3 separate regions of the Ovis aries genome follow, and regions 2 and 3 are each linked to region 1. Evidence: chromatin contacts called from public Hi-C data. All regions are on one chromosome and are shown on one strand. Each heading gives the region's core, a stretch centred on a gene start, on an enhancer-like site or on the middle of the called end of the contact. The rest is flanking DNA. Distances are from core to core; before and after follow the strand shown. Region 1 has its middle 42 kb from the start of HNRNPA3. Region 2 overlaps LOC121818696. Region 3 overlaps AGPS (alkylglycerone phosphate synthase).

Evidence for each region. A called contact is a pair of places that touch in the nucleus more often than the background predicts.
Region 2: a contact with region 1 is called in a Hi-C map of mixed tissues, with 4 times the contacts expected there. The contact joins two enhancer-like sites. A contact is called at or near these places in 2 of 16 Hi-C or Micro-C datasets (mixed tissues and omental adipose tissue).
Region 3: a Hi-C map of hypothalamus shows a contact between it and region 1, with 6 times the contacts expected there. The contact joins two enhancer-like sites. A contact is called at or near these places in 11 of 16 Hi-C or Micro-C datasets (blood, hypothalamus, mixed tissues and 5 more).

Annotation. Positions count from the first base shown.
Region 1 is chr2:132,939,555-132,942,971 of ARS-UI_Ramb_v3.0, forward strand. No RefSeq gene overlaps it. Among named protein-coding and RNA genes, the nearest start is that of HNRNPA3, 42 kb to the left of the region's middle. Within about 2 kb of position 1,272, at least 17 of the 54 cell types and tissues checked have an H3K27ac peak or open chromatin away from gene starts, as enhancers often do. A contact at or near this core is called in hypothalamus, where this site is marked.
Region 2 is chr2:132,808,010-132,811,535 of ARS-UI_Ramb_v3.0, forward strand. It overlaps LOC121818696, which reads left to right. Exons shown (of 5, transcript XM_060409734.1): 5 at 1,248-3,526. Among named protein-coding and RNA genes, the nearest start is that of NFE2L2, 43 kb to the right of the region's middle. Within about 2 kb of position 1,587, at least 7 of the 54 cell types and tissues checked have an H3K27ac peak or open chromatin away from gene starts, as enhancers often do.
Region 3 is chr2:132,690,336-132,693,738 of ARS-UI_Ramb_v3.0, forward strand. All of the region lies in intron 1 of AGPS (alkylglycerone phosphate synthase), which reads right to left. Among named protein-coding and RNA genes, the nearest start is that of TRNAW-CCA, 13 kb to the right of the region's middle. Within about 2 kb of position 1,431, at least 6 of the 54 cell types and tissues checked have an H3K27ac peak or open chromatin away from gene starts, as enhancers often do. A contact at or near this core is called in hypothalamus, where this site is marked.

The sequences.
Region 1 (3,417 bases), core at 22-2,521:
ACAGAGTGAGTGATTGATAGTTGCTCATTCATGTCCAATTCTTTGCTACCCAATGGACTGTAGCCTGCCAGGCTTCTCTGTCCATGGAATTCTCCAGGCAAGAATACTGGGGTGGGTTGCCATTCCCTTCTTTAGAGGATCTTCCTGACCCAGGAATCAAACCCAGGTCTCCTGCACTGTAGGCAGATTCTTTACCATCTGAGCTATCAGGGAAGCCCTGAATGAATATTACCTAACCCACTCAGGTATTCTTGCCTGGAGAATCCCATGGACAGAGGAGCCTGGTGGGCTACAGTCCACGGGGTCACAAAGAGTCGGACACGACTGAGCAACTTCACTTTCACTTTCAAAATGTTTACAAGTCAAACTATGTATCTTTTTGAAATTGCATCATTTCACTGTAGTTTTGTCTGAATTCAACTTCTCTTGCCAAAATAAGTTGTGTCTGTCATTTTTCTAATTGCAAAAATGAATATATATGAATATGAAACATTCCAAATGAAAAAATATTTTCCAAGGCAGCGTATATTTTGAATTTTCCAAGTACTTGTCCCACCCAGAGCTACATCTCAGCGTATCTTATTTGCATATCTATAGTTTCTGTCCTGAACCAAACAAATATACTGTTTCCTGTTCTTTTGTCCAGGGGCTGGTTTTCCTAAAATGAGCAATTGTGTGTTTAGATGGCTGATCAGTTCCTCCTGACAGATCTGCAGCCATGGAAGTGTCTGGAAGCACAGGATGAGGTAACTGAAAGCTGGTCTCTTGGAGCCAGGAAGTGGAAATTTGAAGCTAGTTACAAGAGAGGAAGATGTAGGAGTTAATTAGGAGCTAAAGCTGTAAAGTCCCTTTCTGTGTGTGACCCTGATGTATCAGACATTTCTCTCTTAGACTAAAGGCATAGTAAAAAAAAAAAAAGCCACTTTATTTAGATTAACAGAGCATTATATAACCGGAAAATTTTACAGTTTTATGTGTATAGTGAATAGTTTGTAAAGGAAAAGACTTCCCCTCTGTTTATTGTTTGGATAAGGGGGGAAAAAAAAAAAAGCAACCCACCAATTGTTTAATGAGGCATCTCTCTTTTTTTGAAGACAATAGCTTGGAGGCATAAAATTGGGTTATTTTAATCGGAATCGCAGCTCCTATGTTACTGCTTTTCACAGTTAAAATCATTTCCTATTTTCCTGGGAAAGCTCTGGTCAGTTTGAAAACGTCTTTGTTAATTAGCAAGCTATGACGCAATGCATCTATATATCTTTAGAGCTCTGGCGCCAGCTAGTGGTAGAATAGGGAAGACGCGTGGTTCGCTCCCAAATTGGAGAAGCGGCTGTCATCTTGTTGTCTCACCTTAACCATCATTCTTCCGCATTCCCCAGCGGTCCGTCCCGACACCCACCCGCCCCCCGCCGTCCGTCAGTACAACAGGGGATCATTGCAGTGTGGCCAGAGTAGGGCAGACCAGATTACAGCTGAAAGGAGAGGAAAGTGGTGAGCAGGGGCTCAGAGAGGAAAAGCCAGATGAATGCAATCGTTATTCCAAAGGGTTTGAGAAGCGATCATTCATTTGAAGTACTCTTGCCAGGTTGGTGCAGCAGCTCAATCTTTTGCCACTGGATGTTTAGCCTTTTGTTTTTCATTTATATGTATATGCTGCTGCTAAGTCGCTTCAGTCGTGTCCGATTCTGTGCGACCCCATAGATGGCAGCCCACCAGGCTCCCCCGTCCCTGGGATTCTCCAGGCAGGAACAGTGGAGTGGGCTGCCATTTCCTTCTCCAATGAGTATATAATTAGAACACGTACTAACTATGGAGTTTCACCACAAACACAGCACTGATAACAGACACGTTGTAGGCCTAAATTTGTGTTCATTTTTAAGCAGCGAATATTTCTACTGTGAATAGGCTCTGCTACCTTCATACTGGTACAACTCAAAGATGAAAAACTCTCAAATGGTTAATAAAGCAGAAACCTCTTAAGATGATACTTGTAGCTGGTACACCATGAAAAAATGTAAAAATTCCAGGCAAAAGACACTTTATTTGGATTGCATGAAGTAAATTTAGTCTTGAAGCCCAGTGTGCTCTTCAGTTGAAATAGGTTCTGATGATTTGCAGGAAAACTGAAAACATGCAGTATTTATTTTAAGAACAAAGAATCTTTGGCAGGCCATTTTTCTCATTTAATTAGGCCATAACTGATCTTACTAGGGTTATGGAGGGACTTTAAATGCTAATAAATAAAGTCTAAAGCTGAGACATTTCTTTCATTAAATAGCAGAAACTGTTTATAACTCTATGATTGCTAAAATCAATTACTAGTACTAATATTCAAAGTGAAATTTACTATGAAAACAAGTTGAAGCTTTTGAAGAACTTTCCTTTTTAAATGTCATTTGTATGTCTGTATCTATCAGTTATAGATAATAATAATCTGATCTGCAATTTTTTGTAATATTTTTGGAAGGCAGATATAATTTAGAGAAAGTTTCAGGCAGGAAGAATTGTCACTCTTACCTGGGAGTCTAATTTATGTTACTGTGCTTTTGGGGAGATATACTTAAAATCTTCTCTATGTGAGATAGATGGTGAAATAGCTGGTCATGGTTTTGCTCTGGGAAATTTACATAAGCTACTATTTTAAGCTTATACTTTTGCTAAAAGCTGCATATTTCATATTAAAAATTACCTAACCTTATTAGTCAAGTTAAAGTGTAGATGTGTTCTGTTTGATTTTAAACATCTTATAACTTTTAGTGAATAATAAGACCCTGGTTAAAAATCTTAAAATCTTTAGTTGTTCTGGTCTCCTTTGTGTCTCTTTTATCTTTTTCTTGAGATGGAAGTTGAGTTTATATAATTGAATACGAGTTTCAAATCAGTGGGCTTCCCTGGTGACTCGGGGTAAAGAATCCGTCTGCAGTGTGGGAGACCTGGGTTTGATTCCTGAGTTGGAAAGATTGCCTAGAGAAGGGAATAGCTACCTACTCCAGTATTCTCACCTGGTGAATTCCATGGACTGTATAGCCCATGGGGTTGTAAAGAATTGGACACAACTGAGCGACTTTCACTTCAAATCAGTACCTGAAAAGGATTTGTAAAAGAAAATTAACACAAACAAGGCTCTTTTAATAATAGGGCTTCCCTGGTGGCTCAGTGGTAAAGACTCCACCTGCAATTCAGGAGCCACAGGAGACCCAGGTTGGGTCCGTAGGTTGGAAAGGTCCTCTGGAGGAGGGCATGGCAACCCACTCCAGTATTCTTGCCTGGAGAATCTCATGCTCTCGTGTACAGAGGAGTCTGGAGGGCTACAGTCCATAGAGTTGCAAAGAGTTGGACATGACTGAGCAGCAGGGCAGCTTTCAATGACAGTAGATTAATTGAAACGGAAAAGAATGATAGAATTTAATTGTCATA
Region 2 (3,526 bases), core at 337-2,836, 130 kb before region 1:
TCGCATTCCACTAATTCTCTATCCTGAACTGCCTTTCCATTCTTTTTTTTTTTTTTTTTGAGGATAATTGTTTTACAGTGTTGTGTTGGTTAATGCTGTACAACAGTGTGAGTCATATATCCCCTCCCTCTTGAGCCACCCCAACCCCACCCCCAGCCTTTCCATTCTGAAGAGGTTATTAAGCAGGTTAAAATAAAACTGCCCAGGGTTGTAGGCAATCCTTCTCATGTATCTTTCACATCTTAGTCAAAGACTGAATCAAGGGCCGTACTTAAAGAATTTCCTAAACCCAGAGAGAATATTAAAAAAAAAAAACACACTTCAAAAGTCTTGAAGAATTTAGAGTCCTATAGAGCCTATGACCCTGGTCTGACAGATCTTGATCAGCCTGTGCATATGCTGGTAGAGTCTGATGAAGCACAAAAATGAAGGACGCAAAATGCAAACCCCTGAGGATGATAACTTGAGATCCTCAATCTTCAGCGTGGTCTCCAGTGGAGCAGAAAATGCTCTCAAAGTAGAAACTGATCTTTTGAGAGCCAATCCTAGAGTCTTCCCTGCTCTATTATTCAAACATGCAACCAAAAAAAAAAAAGATGAGTCTGTGGCTGACTTTAGAGCTCATCTGGAAGCTCTCCTCCTACAGGTTTCTGGGTTTCATTCAAGAGATGAAGTCACCCAACCTGCTCTAGCTACACTATTTGTAAATAGTTTATGTCCTAGAAGTTAGTAGATTAATAAAAAGACCAAAACAAACAAACAAAAAAATGGGATGGGAGGCTACCTGTTTGACCACTGTAGCTGAACACTTTAAAAGGACTTTGGAACAAGATTGTAAACAAAAATCCACCAAGCTGTTGGTTTTAAAGTCATAAGGGCTCCAAGGTCAGTCACCTGAAATAATGCCTGGGCCCCTACATCACAGTCTTTTTGGAGTCCATCATTAAAATGCTAACTCATGGCTAGATGTCTCAGTGGTAAGCAACTGGGACTCTGGAAAAGAAAATGCCCTCAAACAAGCCTCTGCATAATATTCAGCTGATTTGTAGATATGAATGTCCTTATATCGACCCTCAAAGGAGGGTCCCTGTATGAGTTCCTCCCAGAGTTGATGAGACTCCGAGGGCTTTTCTGGTAAACTATTACGTTATTCCCTTAAACAGCCAAGGAAAACTAAAATTAATGGAAAACCTTGCCAAATTCTTTTAGATACTGAAGCTACACTCTCTACTTTAAACCCCTCTCAGAGCCTGCAGATGTGGTCCTGAAAAGACATACAATCAAGCTAAGGGTGAGAATTCTAACCAGAGTCAGCTCTCCCAGATATGTCTACAGTGCCCAATAAAGAGAAAAATAAAATGTCTTTCGCATTTTCTTTGGAGATAACAAAGGAGTTGTTCAGCACTTCTAGAAGTATTTACTGTTTGTCCTGGCTGAAAACGGATAAGACATTCAGAAGGATTTTTAAGTAGCTCTGTGGTCAGAAATTGGCCAGGCTGAAAGCTGACATTCAGACCCTGATAGGAATTTTTCTAGGCCTCCTCCACTAAGCTAAAATGAAACTGTGTACACAAAGTAGAAGAGAAACCTTCTAAAAATGGGTGGAGCAACCTATGATGTCATTTAAGTTGAAACCCAATTCCTTTAGGAGTTCAAAACAACTGTCATTTTCTTACGAATCTTGGCAAAACCAGAAATGCTCCAGGAACTCTTAGAGCATTTCTTTAAGATAGCAACTTCAGGGAAGTAATTCTCATGAAAACAAACAGACAACAAAAAAAAAGTGGAAGAGGTGGTCATTTTGAACTTAGACAAATGAAAAATCTTTTACATGTCTTCTCCACAAATATTAGTAAATAGCTCTCGCCATCTGAACAGATAAGCTTAGCTTATTTCATCTACTGGAAAACATTGATCCAACTGCTTTTATAACTAGTAAGTTCTGTCTTCTAGTGTTTCATGGCAGTAATTTTAAAACAGAAGCTATAAGATCTCTGTTTTCATCTGTTTATATGTTTGTGTATGTGTATAATAAATGTGTAGTATTTTCTATCTTTGGATGGTAGAACCAAAATTAATTTGTAAAAGCACTGTACTTGGCTTGAAGAGAATTAAGCACTTATATGAATTAAGAAATCCTAAACGCTCAAAAATATGATGGAAACTAACCCAAATGCTTTTCAAGTTCACATGATCTGAGATAATCTTTGGTAAATAAAAATTAGTTCAAGTTTGTTGGGTTAATTAAAATAGATATGTCTTCAGCATTAAAATAATGCAGACATACTTTATTCCATTAAAGGTGGAACTTTTTGGCCAATTCTATACCCGGATTTCGTGGTCAAATAATTTCATGTAGTCTTTCTTACACAATCTGTCAGCGAGAAAAATAACTTGGGATGATAGCTGACTTTGTCTAATGTCTCATGAAATTTTTGTGGGTAGTCTAAACATAATTACTGAAAATAAGTGAATTTAATAGATATAAACAGGATAAAAGTTTTTAGGTGAACTTTTAAACTAGTTTCCACAAACCTTTTGGTTTACTGAAACCTTAAAGTTCTGCTAAATTGAATTAAATGATGGACAGTCATTGTGTACCTAGATCATTCCCAAATGATATAAAATACTGAAACATTAATTACTAAACACAGGCCATTTTACTTTTGCTTCCTTTCCCAGAAGAACTAAAAATACTTGGATTTATTAGTAAACACGTTTCATATCACAATGAAAAATTTACTGTGAGAAAGCATATGTTTCTAGAAATCATAAAAAAGTATCCATAAATTTGTCAAAGCACAGAATGCTAATATAACAGTTCACAATTTGTGTGTGTGTGTGTGTGTGTGTGCTAAATCGCTTCAGCACAACCCTAAGGACTGCAGCCTGCCAGACTCCTCTGTCCGTGGGATTCTACAGGCAAGAGTACTGGAATGGTTTGCCGTGCCCTCTTCCAGGGGATCTTCCCGACCCAGAGATTGAACCTGCATCTCTTATGTCTCCTGCATTGGCAGGCGGGTTCTTTACCACTAGCACCACCTGGGAAGCCTATATATACAATTAAAGCTACTAGTGACAGATTTTATTTTCTTGAGCTCCAAAATCACTGTAGATAAGACACTTGCTCCTTGGAAGAAAAGCTATGACAAACCTAGACAGCATATTAAAAAACAGCCACATCACTTTGCCAACAAATGTCCATATAGTCAAAGCTATGGTTTTTCCAGTAGTTATGTACAGACATGGGAGTTGGACAATAAAGAAAGTTGAGACCCAAAGAATTGATGCTTTCAAACTGTGGTGCTGGAGAAGACTCTTCGGAGTCCCTCAGACAAGCAAGGAGATCAAACCAGTCAATCCTAAAGGAAATCAACCCTGAATATTCACTGAAAGGACTGATGCTGAAGTTGAAGCTCCAATACTTTGGCCACCTGACACAAAGAGCCAACTCAGTGGAAAAGACCTTGATGCTAGGAAAGATTGAAAGCAAAAGGAGAAGAAAGTGGCAGAGGATGAGATAGTT
Region 3 (3,403 bases), core at 181-2,680, 250 kb before region 1:
GCTAACTTTTCGTATGTAGTGTCATTTCCATGGCTCAGCTCTACAACTCCCAGGTATACTTTGGGCAGGAATTCACACACAGTTCCATCAGGAATCTTGTGTGATATAGTCTCCAGAGCATTACTCGTAAGAATAGCTGGAGGCAACCACTGGCAAAATGAATGAGTAGGAAGGAAATGCCCTGAGATACTGAGTAGGCCAGCAAGTCTGTTTGGTTTTTCCTGTAAGACACTAACGGAAAAACCTGAACGAACCTTTTGGCCAACCTGATACTAGGCAGCAATCAGAAGCAGAGAGGTAGACAGATACACTCAACAGATACAGAAATATGAAGGTTTTTTTTTAACAGTAGTGAATGCAAAAGGGGAAACAATATGATCTATAGCATTACACCATTTAGGCAAATTAAAAATACACTAAATAATGCTACATATTTTATAAAACACATATACACATAATTAAGAATATTCAAGGGTACATTTGGAAAGGGGAGATGGGATTAGAAATCAGAGACTGAGGAAATAAAAATAAGAGTCCTCACATTTGTTCACAGGCAAACGCCATGAACTAAAAAGTGTGATTAGCACAACTCTGAACCTGACGCAAATACACAGCTCAACCCTTTGAGTCTCAGTGCAGTTCTCTATGTTCCAAGAAAACAATCCTTTCTTTGACATACATACAGAAATTCCATGATGGTTCATTATAAAGCCCACTGCTGGTTTACTCAGCAATCTCTGCAAATTGCTGGTTTCTTTTTAAATGACAGAATTCCATTACCAATGAGTCAGCATCAAATACATAGCAAATCAAATACATATTTAATTTCCTACAGTCAACTCTTTATAGCTTGCAAGACTCTGGTACTGTAAAGAAACTTTTTAAGACCTGAATTCAAAGGCTAAAAGTTATGTCCCTAATGTCCAATTCCTATTATACTCGATATAAATTAATGAATGGAGGAAAAAGGAATATTCAGGTGTGGGGGAAATCTTTAGAGGCACAAAGATGCCTGGGGTAAATAAAGTAAGGCCAGCGTCACCCCTCGAGAGGACAACCTGGACTCATTACTCATTGCAGTCTCCTTGGGTATGTTTCCTTACCCCCACACTTGTACCCTACCATATTCTACCAACTGGAAATTCATTATTGTTTGAATTGAATTGTTTCAATGCTGTTTGAATTGTTTCAATTTCCACACTGAAAATGGAAACACAGAGTATCAGTCATTCATACCTATGGTAGTATATATTCCAAGTATTTTGTGCTAGGGTGGAGGAGGGCCTGGCAACCCACTCCAGTACTCTTGCCTAGAGAATCCCATTGACAGAGGAGCCTCGTGGGCTACAGTCCGTAGGGCCACAGAGTCAGGACACGATTGAAGCGACTCATTAGCAGGAGCAGCAGTACACACACACACACGCAAACTTGCTATCTGAAGACCTGGAAAGGCACAATCATTCCACTGTTCACTCTCCATGTATCGGTCTATGTAACTGAGGAAAATAGCCCAAATCTGTATCAGGAAATTGTCTCAGCAAAAGACAAAGAACAAAGATATACTTCCCTTGACTATGTGTGCTCCCTGAACTATACTTCAAATTTGGTTTATCCACTGTCCACTTGTGATCTAATCAATGTGGCAATTTAGGTAATCAATTCCAGAATTTGTCTACACTGAGCTAGGAAAATGTCACTTAACTTTCATTGCTCTCTCCAGTTTGGCGGAAAATAGAAGAGGAACTTTATCACAAGCTTTTTATACTGACCAGCCTGTAAGGGACCAAAGGCCATTTATGCTACAGCCTTTCATTTTTGCAAAAACTATAAAACCAAACAAGACAGTATGAATGTCTCTAAAAATCTGTACGTCATTTTACCATGAAAACCAAGCCTCTGAGTTTCCTTTCTTAGCTGTCCTCCAGGGGACAACTCAATACCTTGACAAGACCCTAAAAAGGCCAAGACCGGAGTCCACATCTGCTTGATATACGTGGTATTCTAGCTGTAACAAGTTGTTTTATTTTTTAACTTAAAATAGTAACAATAATAAGCAGCAGCCCCTTCTACTTTAAACGACAAGTAGTTGGGATTGTTATCTTTGCTTCTGGCAAACCCACAAGAAAAAAAAAAAATGAACACCACAAAGTTTAGGGGAGAGAAAAGGAAATACTAAAATCTGGACCCAATCACAACCACAGAGGTTCTCAAACTTCTTGGGAATATAAATATTACCTTGGGTGTTCATTTTAAAATCAGAGTCCTGACGCGGAGAAAAGGGAACCCTCATGCAGTGTTCTTGCCTGGAGAATCCCAGGGACAGGGCAGCCTGGTGGGCTGCCATCTGCGGGGTCACACAGAGTCGGACACGACTGACGTGACTTAGCAGCGGCAGCGGACACTGCTGGTAGGGATATACAGGGTGCGGCCACCATGGAAAACAGTGTGGAAGCTCCTCAAAAAAGTAAAGACAGAATTACCATATGCCCCTGGAATTCTACTCCTAAGGATTCACCCAAAGAAACAAAACTCTGTTTTGAAAAAAGATATGTTTCAATGCATTATTGTTTACAATAGCCAAAATTGTAGCCAACACCTAAAGAGACATGTCTGACATACACATAATGGAATATAATTCAGCCACAAAATAGAACGGAATCTTGCTATCTGCAACAACATGTACAGACCTAGAGGGTATTATCTTAGGTGAAATAAGTCAGAGAAAGACAAATACTGTATGAGTTCTCTTATATGTGGGAATCTAAAAGACTAAACAAATGAACAAACTCACAGCAACAGAGTCATGCGTACAGAGAACAAACAGGTGGTTGTCAGAGGGGAGATGGATGGAGGGATGAGAAACAAGTGAGGGAGATTAAGAGGTACAGACTTCTAGCTACAAAATAAATGAGTCACAGGTGAAAAGTACAGTGTGGGGAATATAGCCAGTAATAATACAAATGATTTAAAAACCAAGCTGCTCTCACCCAAACTATCAAAATCAGAAGAGACTGGAATTGAAGGAAAGGAGCAAAAGAGAAAAACCTTTAACTCACTGCATTATAGGAGAGGACTGACCTGAGAAGAGTTTTGTAACAAAATAGGGGTTGTATATTGTCACTCTGCTTATTTAACTTATATGCAGAGTACATCATGAGAAACTCTGGACTGGAAGAAACACAAGCTGGAATCAAGATTGCTGTGAGAAATATCAATAACTTCAGATATGCAGATGACACCACCCTTATGGCAGAAAGTGAAGAGGAGCTAAAAGCCTCTTGATGAAAGTGAAAGAGGAGAGTGAAAAAGTTGGCTTAAAGCTCAACATTCAGAAAACAAAGATCATGGCATCTGGTCCCATCACTTCATGGGAAATAGATGGGGAAATAGTGGAAACAGTGTC